Linked DNA regions of Mus musculus: all the other regions are linked to region 1. A link is a contact called in public HiCAR-type and promoter capture Hi-C data. All regions are on one chromosome and are shown on one strand. The core of a region is the stretch at or near the end of the contact, and the rest is flanking DNA. Distances in the headings are between cores, read along the strand shown.

The links. Promoter capture Hi-C pulls out the DNA fragments that hold promoters and counts their contacts. HiCAR-type assays count read pairs that join an accessible place to other places.
Region 2: a HiCAR-type map of astrocytes shows a contact between it and region 1, with 2.6 times the contacts expected there. The contact joins the enhancer-like site here to the promoter of Flad1 in region 1. A contact is called at or near these places in 13 of 39 promoter capture datasets (the 3T3-L1 cell line, 3T3-L1-derived adipocytes, the C10 cell line and 8 more), 1 of 15 datasets of contacts at CTCF or cohesin (the NIH/3T3 cell line), 20 of 115 datasets of contacts at active chromatin or transcription factors (the NIH/3T3 cell line, the SCID.adh cell line, astrocytes and 12 more) and 2 of 9 other capture datasets (adipose tissue and embryonic stem cells).
Region 3: a contact with region 1 is called in a promoter capture Hi-C map of pre-B cells, with 3 times the contacts expected there. The contact joins the promoter of Fdps here to the promoter of Flad1 in region 1. A contact is called at or near these places in 9 of 39 promoter capture datasets (the C10 cell line, embryonic stem cells, erythroid cells and 4 more), 2 of 484 Hi-C or Micro-C datasets (both in embryonic stem cells), 1 of 115 datasets of contacts at active chromatin or transcription factors (pancreatic cancer cells) and 1 of 9 other capture datasets (liver).

Annotation. Positions count from the first base shown.
Region 1 is chr3:89,410,421-89,413,444 of GRCm38.p6, reverse strand. It overlaps Flad1 (flavin adenine dinucleotide synthetase 1), which reads left to right and starts at 1,564. Exons shown (of 8, transcript NM_177041.4): 1 at 1,564-1,661; 2 at 2,065-2,287. The coding sequence starts at 2,201.
Region 2 is chr3:89,859,715-89,862,738 of GRCm38.p6, reverse strand. No RefSeq gene overlaps it. Among named protein-coding and RNA genes, the nearest start is that of Gm46811, 11 kb to the left of the region's middle. Within about 2 kb of position 1,573, at least 188 of the 459 cell types and tissues checked have an H3K27ac peak or open chromatin away from gene starts, as enhancers often do. A contact at or near this core is called in the NIH/3T3 cell line, the SCID.adh cell line, adipose tissue and 10 more, where this site is marked.
Region 3 is chr3:89,100,358-89,103,381 of GRCm38.p6, reverse strand. It overlaps Fdps (farnesyl diphosphate synthetase), which reads left to right and starts at 1,415. Exons shown (of 10, transcript NM_134469.4): 1 at 1,415-1,520; 2 at 2,551-2,713. The coding sequence starts at 2,573.

The DNA of each region.
Region 1 (3,024 bases), core at 315-2,814:
ATGGCATTTCAAGATCGTGTGGGCACCCTTTCTGAACCTGTCTCCAATAACATATAATTCTTTTTCAGTCCTGATCCTCACAATGCTAGACCAGTGTTCTAACACAAAGCCATATTCCCAACACGTTTGCCACATGTCATGAGAGCATATTTATTTGAAAAGATATTGTGGTTTTAGCATGCCTCCAAGTCACAACAGAAAATCCCAGGAGAAATGTAGATGTCAGACCCCGTCCAAACCTACTGGGTCACAATTTACATATCGTAATATCTAGGGATAGCGAGATGGTTCAGCAGGTAAGAGTAAGACTCCGCCACCCAAATTGGGATAGATCCTAGGCCCCACATAAAGGTGAAAGAAAAGGGACTCCAGAAAGTTGTCCTCTGGCTTCCATTTGCATGCTGGGACACTGCTGTCCTTCCTAGTCATACAATAATAGTAAAAGCTTTTTTAAAAAAAAGAAAAAAAAAACCCAGATGATTAAGCTATTTTTCCCCAGCAAAGCAAAGGGTGGAGGGGCACTGAAGTAGGAATGAAATGTTGTGAGTACCCAAAGTGAGTCCAAGGTACTCCTGCGTACCCCTCTCTCCAGGGACCCATCATTGGGAAGTGATGTTCTGGAGGCAGGTGGGGCAGGAAAGGGTTTTTACATTTTAAAGTCAGAGAAGCTTAAGTAGTTTTTCCCTTTATATTAGAAACAAACGAAGGTTCCACACCCTGCAGCTCACACCTCATTGTTAATGCTAATAACATCTTCACCTTCCCCACGCCTTTAATCCCAGCATTTGGGAGGCAGAGGCAGGCGGATTTCTGAGTTCGAGGCCAGCCTGGTCTACAGAGTGAGTACCAGGACAGCCAGGGCTATACAGAGAAACCCTGTCTCAGAAAAAAAAAAAAAAAAAGAAAAACCATCTTCACCTTCTCAAATTTAAGAGGCAAAGCCAAGCGGTGGTGGCCCACGCCTTTAATCCCAGAACCTGGGAGGCAGAAGCAGGAGGAGTTAATAAACCTGGTCTACAGAGCGAATTCCAGCTACACAGAGAAACCCTATCTCGAAAGAGGAGAGAGGGGTAGAGACAGAAAGAGAAATGTGATGCAATGAAGTGTAGTAACACATGATTTGAATCCCACCACTCCCCAGGCAGTTCGAGACCAGGCTGATCGGTTTAAACAAGTTACTTCCCGGGCTATATACTGGGGCTCTGTCTGAACTGTTTTTTAATATTTGAATGAAACAGAATCAGACCTTCATTTTCTTCTAGTACTACAAAGCAGCACCCGACAGTCCCACCCGACAGTCCTTAAAACACCTCCCAATATTTTCCCTTCGAGTACCAGAACACTTTAAGTCCCGCCCTCCATGGGCTAAGGCCAGGCCCCTATTTTTACTTCCGGACAGTGATGACTACATGGTGTTGCCAATAACAACTTAGCATTTCCTCTAGCTCCGCGATGAGGCGCGTGAGCGATTGCCGGTTAGACCAATAGAACCACTGGTAGGAGTGAGCGACAGCCAAAATAACCAATCAACATGAAGCATTGTAAGGCGGGACTTTGAGTACGGAAGCTGTCCTAGGACATGCGGAAAGGAAAGAGCGAATGACCCTGTGCAGGGGGCAAAATAGAGGTGGGATGATACGAGATCAGTGATCTGAAGCCTGGTGAGAAAAAGAGATCTCGGGATAGAAAGGGTGCAGAAGTAGGTTGAGCCCTGGTCATTGGCGGAGGGAGGAAAGAAATGCATTTAAAGGGACCCTAAGGCCCAGAATAAGGTAGACATTTAAAGGGACAGGTGATCCGAAGAGAAGAGACATTTAAAGGTGCAGATATACCCAAGATAGGGCAAATTTTAAACCTGCTCGGCAGACGGAGATATCTAAAGTGGTAGGTCTTGGGAAAACATGGCACTTTAAAGGAATAGGAATCGAGACGTTTTTAGGAACCTGGGGCTTAAGAGTATGTTAAAGAGGCCGGAGTAAGGGTGACTAAAGAAGATTGAGCCTTCCTTCCTCTAGGAAGAAGGTACACTCCTGACGTCTTCATTGTCCTTTCTGGCTCTTCCAGGTTCCCTCAACCCCGGAACTCAGGGTATGGCCTCCTGCATCCTGTAGACCTGGCGGCCTCTCAGTACATACGGCCCCAATTTGGGGTTCTGAGTGGCTACTGGAAAGCCTTGCAAAAGAGCACAGAGGGCAGGACCATGGCATCTAGGGCCTCTGAACTGCCCCCAGGATCAGGGCGCAGCGTGACAGCAGGCATCATCATTGTTGGAGATGAGATCCTTAAGGTGTGTCTGGAACGGAAGAGGGGAAGAGTGTGGCATTCTATTGTCGTGGACTCTTTACGGTGAAAGGAGGGAAACCGGAGTAGGAATCCCCTTTCTTGCCAAAGTCCGGCCCTGGAGTGAGTCCTAACACATTGGAGGAAAAGTGACCCTTCGGTTGAGTGTTTCTGTTGAAAGATGGGTAGTAACTTTCCTACAACTTGCTACGAAGTATGACTGGGGGCAGAGTAGCCACATAACAAGTGACAGGTGGCACAGCAAGTAGAGGAAGCTCAGCAGGCTGGATAGGCGAGCTAGAAGGAAGGTAAGAGAAGAAAGGACTCTATTCTGGACGGCCAGGGTGCTGTTAGAGGATGTGGCAAGCATGGGTTGGCAACAGTAATAGTTACCCTGATCTTTTTTAGTGTCTACCAGAGGCTGGTCTGCACTTAACTATATCACATGTGGCCTTACAAACTTCAAAAATTCCATGAAATTGGGGTTTTTATTACAGATCTCTATAAATTATGAAACAGCCTCAAGGAGGTTAGGAAACTTACCCCAGATCACAAGCCTACAAAGTCCTAGGAACAAAGTGATACATGCCTTAACCTCCAGCACTTGGGAGACAGAGGCAAGTGGATCTTTGTGAGTTCGAGGCCAGCCTGATCTACATAGCCAGTTCCAGAACAGCCAGGGCTACACAGAGAAACCCTGTCTCAAAATAAATTAAAAAAGGAAAATAGTGGAAGAGATAGGAT
Region 2 (3,024 bases), core at 324-2,823, 450 kb before region 1:
CCTTCCTTCCTTCCTTCCTCTCTCTCTTTCTCTTTTCTTTCTCTCCTCCTCTTTTCTTTTCTTTCTTTTCCTCCCCCTCCTCCTTCTCGTTGAGTTTTCTCTGAAGCTGAGAGTGACCTTGAGTCCCTGATTTCCTGCTCTTCCTCTCTTCCAAGGACGATAATGTCCTGGGAGTTGGGTGGGGCACTATCTCAGCCAGGCTGTTTGCGGCAGCAGTGCAGGGACCGGTGGCTGCTGTGCAGCTCTTCTTGGGGACAGCTGCCTCGGACCTGAGTTACAACCAGCAAAATGGCCTAAGAACAACATCTGTGAAATCAAAGCGGACCTGGGCTTTCTCTTTCCCTTTATGTGTATTACGTAGCAACATTTTCCGTGAGCATTGTTTCTATAATGAAAGGAAACTTTTCATTAAGAAGCTATAATCTCATCTCTCTTTTTGTCTTTGTTTCATTTTTTGGTTTCCTGAGGTGGATCTCCTATTATGTAGACCCAGCTCTGTAGACCAGGCTGGCCTTGAACTCACAGAGATCCACTTGCCTCTGCCTCCCAAGTGCAGGGATTAGAGGTGAGCGCACTGTGCCCTGCCTCCCTCTGTGTTTTTAGTAGGTTAAACTGTCTCAGAGCAGTTGTCTATGAAGGCCAGGCACAACACAGGCCTGTGGTTCCAGCTCCTTGGAAGGCAAAAAGATTATTTGAGCCCAGGAGTTCAAGGCTAATTTGGGCACCGTAGCCGGACTGAGTCTTTAACAGCCAATTGGGCATCACACACACTAAAATTGAAACAGCACAGAGAAAACAAGTGTGGGCCCTGCCCAAGGATGCAAATGTAAACCCATCTTTATTTTAAAAAACTGACCAACCAAAGAAACCCAGCAAGGGAACAAAGCGATTAGAGTCAAAGTCTCCCAAAGACATTTGTCCTGGAGGGGATGGTAGGTATGAGGTGACTCACGGTACCCTCTACTAAAGCTTGATACTCTGTTTTTAAAAGACAAGGGTTGTAGAAGCGATGTTTTAGGTGGAAACTCAGTTTAAAATAATCCAAAATGAGCACATCTTTGTTAACTCTCTGTCTCTGTCTAACTTATTTCTACTTTTTTGAGAGAGGGTTTCATCATGTAGCCCAGACTGTCCTGGAATGCGTTATGTAGACCAGGCTGTTAATTAGCTCTCAGTGGATGCCTTTTCTTGCCTCTACCACACCGGTTCACTCTTTGACAAGTCAACTGGATTAATCTGCAAGTGCAGTAATGCAGCTTTAAATGTAATTATTTCGAATCTGTTGTCCTATTCCTTTGTACACACGTATCAGAAGGCAAAGTGAGTCATTGAAAAGCCACGGAGGAAGCATTGTGAGTGAATGGTGAGCTCACTGTGACTCACAGTGTGGGGAAAGAAACTGGAACTGACCCTCCAGCCTCAGAGCAGAGCTCCTCAGAGCTTCAGCAGTCTGCCGGATTTCACAACCATCTGGGCCCAGGGGGTGTAGAAGGGGGAGGGGCTCCTGGGATAGGGGAAAGGCTGCCAGGAGGCCACCTGCCAGCCTCAGCCTAGCTTTGTCCTGGAGGGAGAGTCCTCCCTGTGTCTGTTTCCTTTGCCCCAAGTCCACTGGGATGCAGTCCAGAGGTGTGGCTGAACACAGAGGGCCAGTGCCTAGTTTCACATTGATGGGTAAAAGTAGGGGCTGCTTCTTCTCTTTCTAAACCGGCCATTCTTTCTCTGGATCTGGCTGCCGCAGGGGCATGCTCTCTAGCCTTTGGTCCAGGTTTCCTGGAGAGCTCAGACCTCCAGGGCTCTGGGGGAGAACTCTGCTCAGCACTGCAAACCTATACGTCCTGTTGGCCTGATATATTTCCATTGTTGGAGAGTAGAGTGGTGTGGGCTAGAGAGATGGCTCAGCTGCTAAAGGCTAGGCTCACAACCAAAATATAAGGGAGTAGAGGTGTGTTTTCAAAACTCAGTATTTATTCTGATTTTAGTGTATGAGTGCTTGCTTGAATGTATGACCACAGAGCCCATAGAGGTGTGGCTCCTGTGGAACTGCTGTGAGCCACATACGTGCTGGGAAGGGAAGTCTGCCCAAGCAGCCGTGCTCTAAGCCTGAGCATCCCCTGGACCTCACCTTACTGACCCTGTTCTGCAGACATGAAGGGTTCTGCAGGTGGAGTAGATGACCTGGAAGGGAAAGTAGAGGTGTGGCTTGGCATGGTGGCACACACTGGCTATCCCAGGACTAGGATGGTAGAGGCAGGGGGACCTTAAGTTTGTAGAGGCTTGGACTACATTAAAAAACAAAAACCAAATAAACACCACCACCACCCTGTCTCAACACCAACACTGACAAGCAAACACCTGGATTTGAGGCAGACCTGGTCTGCCCGTTGCTTCCCATGTGACTAACCCAGGACACATTGATCAGCTGAGCATTGAGATCCTTATTTGAAAAAGGAGGCTCCTTACACCTTCGCCCCTTCACAGTGCAGGAATCCAACACTCAGGACCTGAACCTGGGCTCTTACAAATATGTTCAGTCTGAATTCTAAAAAAGCATTACTCTGACTCCCCAGATGGGGCAGAAGGAGCATTGCTGCATGTAAACATCCTCTTTCCTTACACACGAATTCAGAAAACTGATAGGTACTTACAGCACCTGGTGGCAAATCGTAGCTATGCTCAGTAAGACCAGATGCTAGATGGCTCAGTGGTGAAGAGGACCAACTCCACTCCCAGTACCACATCTGGGGATCCAGAACCCTCTCCTTCATCTGCAGACACTGCACACATCCACACAAATAAAAATAACCAGGGCTGGAGAGAGGCTCACCAGTTAAGGGCACATACACGTCCATGTGCTAACTACTGCTTGTAGCCCTTGCTCCAAGGGACTGGATGCCTCTGGTCTCTGCAGAAAGGTGCACATACCAACCACCCCTCTTCACATCACTAAAAATTGGAAAAAAAGCCGGGAGTGCTGGAGGCACTTTAACCCCAACTGTGGAGAGGCAGAGACGGGGGTAACTCTGA
Region 3 (3,024 bases), core at 166-2,665, 310 kb after region 1:
CCAGTGGTTGACAGCTCTTCTCTTCTTGCACAGACTTGGCATCCTGGCAGTTAATTGGGTATTACCATGAGTTTGTTTCATGACTATTTTTGTTACCCTGGCTTGTCTGTTTCTTATGTTGTTACTGTCCAAAGGAGCTCTAAAGAAAACTCCATTTCCTCAAATTCTGACCAAAACTAGCATTCGTTAGGAACTTGTGAAACCGGTTCCCCTTTACCAAAGGGGTTACCCTTACATGGGCAGCAGAAGGGACAAAAATTATGCCGGCCTCCAGGCTCCCCCAGTATATCCAGGCTCTCACAGTATATCACATGTTCCTGGCTCTTCTCAGCTCCCCCATTATCCTAAACGTCTCTATCTCAGGAGCTTCTCTTCCCTCACTTCACATTCTTATAACCTCGGCTATGCTGTTTTGGCCCTCCCTTAAGCTCCCTACCTTCTCTTATGCATGGTCTAGTCCCCTCTGCGAGCCATGTTCAATCTACTATTTTCTCACTCTGTGAGTTGAAGTTTAGCCAGGTCTACAGTGAGAGTTCCAGGACAGCCAGGGCTACATGGAGAAACCTTGCAGAATAAACCAATGTGTAAAGTTTATCTTGTCTAGACCCTTCAACCTTTTAGTCCGGAGTGGTAGTGGTCTCTTTCTTTGGGACAATGAAACTTATTTCTAATACTTCAAGGACAAGTCCATTAATGTCTGAGGTGGTTTGTAGTTTCAGGTCTCTTTTCTGATCGCGATGGGGTTTGGGGTGGAGTAAAAAGGAGTCAACGTGGTGGGCTGGCAAACTGTGAGGCCGAAAGTTCTAACATCTGCTTTGAGTTTTTACCTTTTTGCTTCAAGGGCGCCAAAGTACCTGGGGGAAAGGTGTTGTTTTCTCTCATATAGTCATATAGTCTTCCAAGTAGCCTAAAACTCATTACACGACCCATATTGGTTTTAACTCTTTTTTTTTTTTTTCCCTCCAGCCCCACCCCATGGCTTTAACTCTTGATCTTATTGCCTCACCCCTTCTAAGGGCTGGAAAAATGAGCGACTTCACCTAACTAGAATCAAAGATGTAAGAAGTGATTTGCTAGAGTTGGAAATAGGAAGCTGCAAGGCTGGTTATTCCGGGATCTTAGAAACACTGTCAACCAGAAGCACTGGAAGAACTATAGCTAGGAATTAGATAGCCAATTTCCCAGGCTTTCGGTATGGGTGTACCGACACCGCCGACCGCCTAGTGGGCTGATGGTCCGCGCGCCACCCTTTCATTGGCCAGCCGTCACAAGGCCCATGCTCACACGAGGTAATTTAGCCAATCAGCGAACTAGGCCACACCCACCCTGAGACACAAGTCTGAGTTTCTTGCCGCCTAGTCCGTGGCATGCCGGGAGTCGTAGTTTTATATTTATGTTCTGCCTCCTGAGCCTGGAGACTGGGAACTACAACTCCCAGAGTGCTGAGCGGATGCACGCTCAGCTTTTAGGTGTAAGCCGCAAACATCTTGGACCCCGGGAGAATCCGCGTTGAAGAACAGGTGAGAGCTATTGTTGGGGCTGGAGCTGAGGTTTACCCGTGTCTCGGATCGGGTGAAGCTCCGAGGCACTAAAGGACCAGTCCGTGTTGGAGTTACGGGGCTTGGGGTCGGTGGGCCAGAATGAACGGTTTGCTTGTGCCTTCGTGAATTTCTAAACGCTGGCGTCTTCCTCAAGTCTTCCGTACGCCAGGCCTTTAGTTTACTCTTGTGAGTCCTCCCACGCCCACCTGTTGCTCGGAGGCCGGCTGCGGTTAGCACCAGTGCCGGGACAGATGACAAGCGCACAGCACCTTCGGCTCCAGTCCCCTCATTGGGACTATCTAAGAGCTTCCCTCTCTTTCCCCTACATCCGGACTCCTGGGTTCCAGCTTTGGCTCTTCGTCAGCTCAGCTCTCTTACATTCACTGAACCTCAGTTCGGTGTCTCCATTAACATTGTGACTTAAGGACCTTGCATCCCGTAATTCCCGTAATACAATGTTCCGAATTGTAGTGAACGCAACCTTGGAAGTAGAAAGTGTTCAGTTTTAGCCATTTTCGGTTTAAGTGAAGATCTATTGGATCTCAGTCACTCCGACAAACTTTTCATTTCCTGTGTGTTTTTTATGTAATTCTTGAGTTTAGAAGCGGGGTGGGGCGTTCTAATGCAGGAGGTAACAAGCTTGGCTTGGGGGATACCTTAGGTAACTGCTACCAAGCATCTGCCTTCGGTGCTTGCTCCTGCAGGGAGTGCTTGGTGCCCCCACCCCCATGCACACCCAGGATGCCCCTGTCCTGCTGGCTGAGATCTCTGGGGGTCTTCCTGCTGCCAGCCCCCTGCTGGGCACCCCGGGAGAGGTGGCTTGGTTTCCTACAACGACCCTCCCTGGCATATGGGTGTCCAGTCCTGGGGGCCTGGCACAGTGCCCGCTGGTGGTGCCAAGTGTGGACAGAGGAGCCTCGGTGAGTGTGGTTGGGGTGTGGGGCTTCGGGGAGGGAAGCACCCGAGCCACCCTCTCATTTGTTTGTGTGTGTGTTTTTTTTTCCCTCAGAGCATTTAGCTCCTCTGTCAGAATGAATGGGAACCAGAAATTGGATGCTTATAACCAAGAAAAGCAGAATTTCATCCAGCACTTCTCCCAGATCGTCAAGGTGCTGACTGAGAAGGAGCTGGGACACCCAGAGATAGGGGATGCTATTGCCCGGCTCAAGGAGGTGAGGCATTCAGGACTGAAGAAGCTGGTAGAGGTGTGGATTCATGAGGGGTTTCGATAAGAGCGAAGTGACTACCTGGGTCTCTGGAGTAGATGGGTCTCTGCTGCACTTCAGCCCTCCTCGGGGATGTTTGGCTCCATGACTTTTGACCATCCAGAGAGCCTTGCTTGAGAGTAGCCTTGGACCTAGTAAAGTTTGATTTCATGCCCTGAAACTATGATAGGATCTTAGTAGATACCATGAGGCTGTTGGCACTGAGGCCTGAGGGAAGTTATTGTATTGTTAGAAAGACTGTTCTACTGGAGTTACCT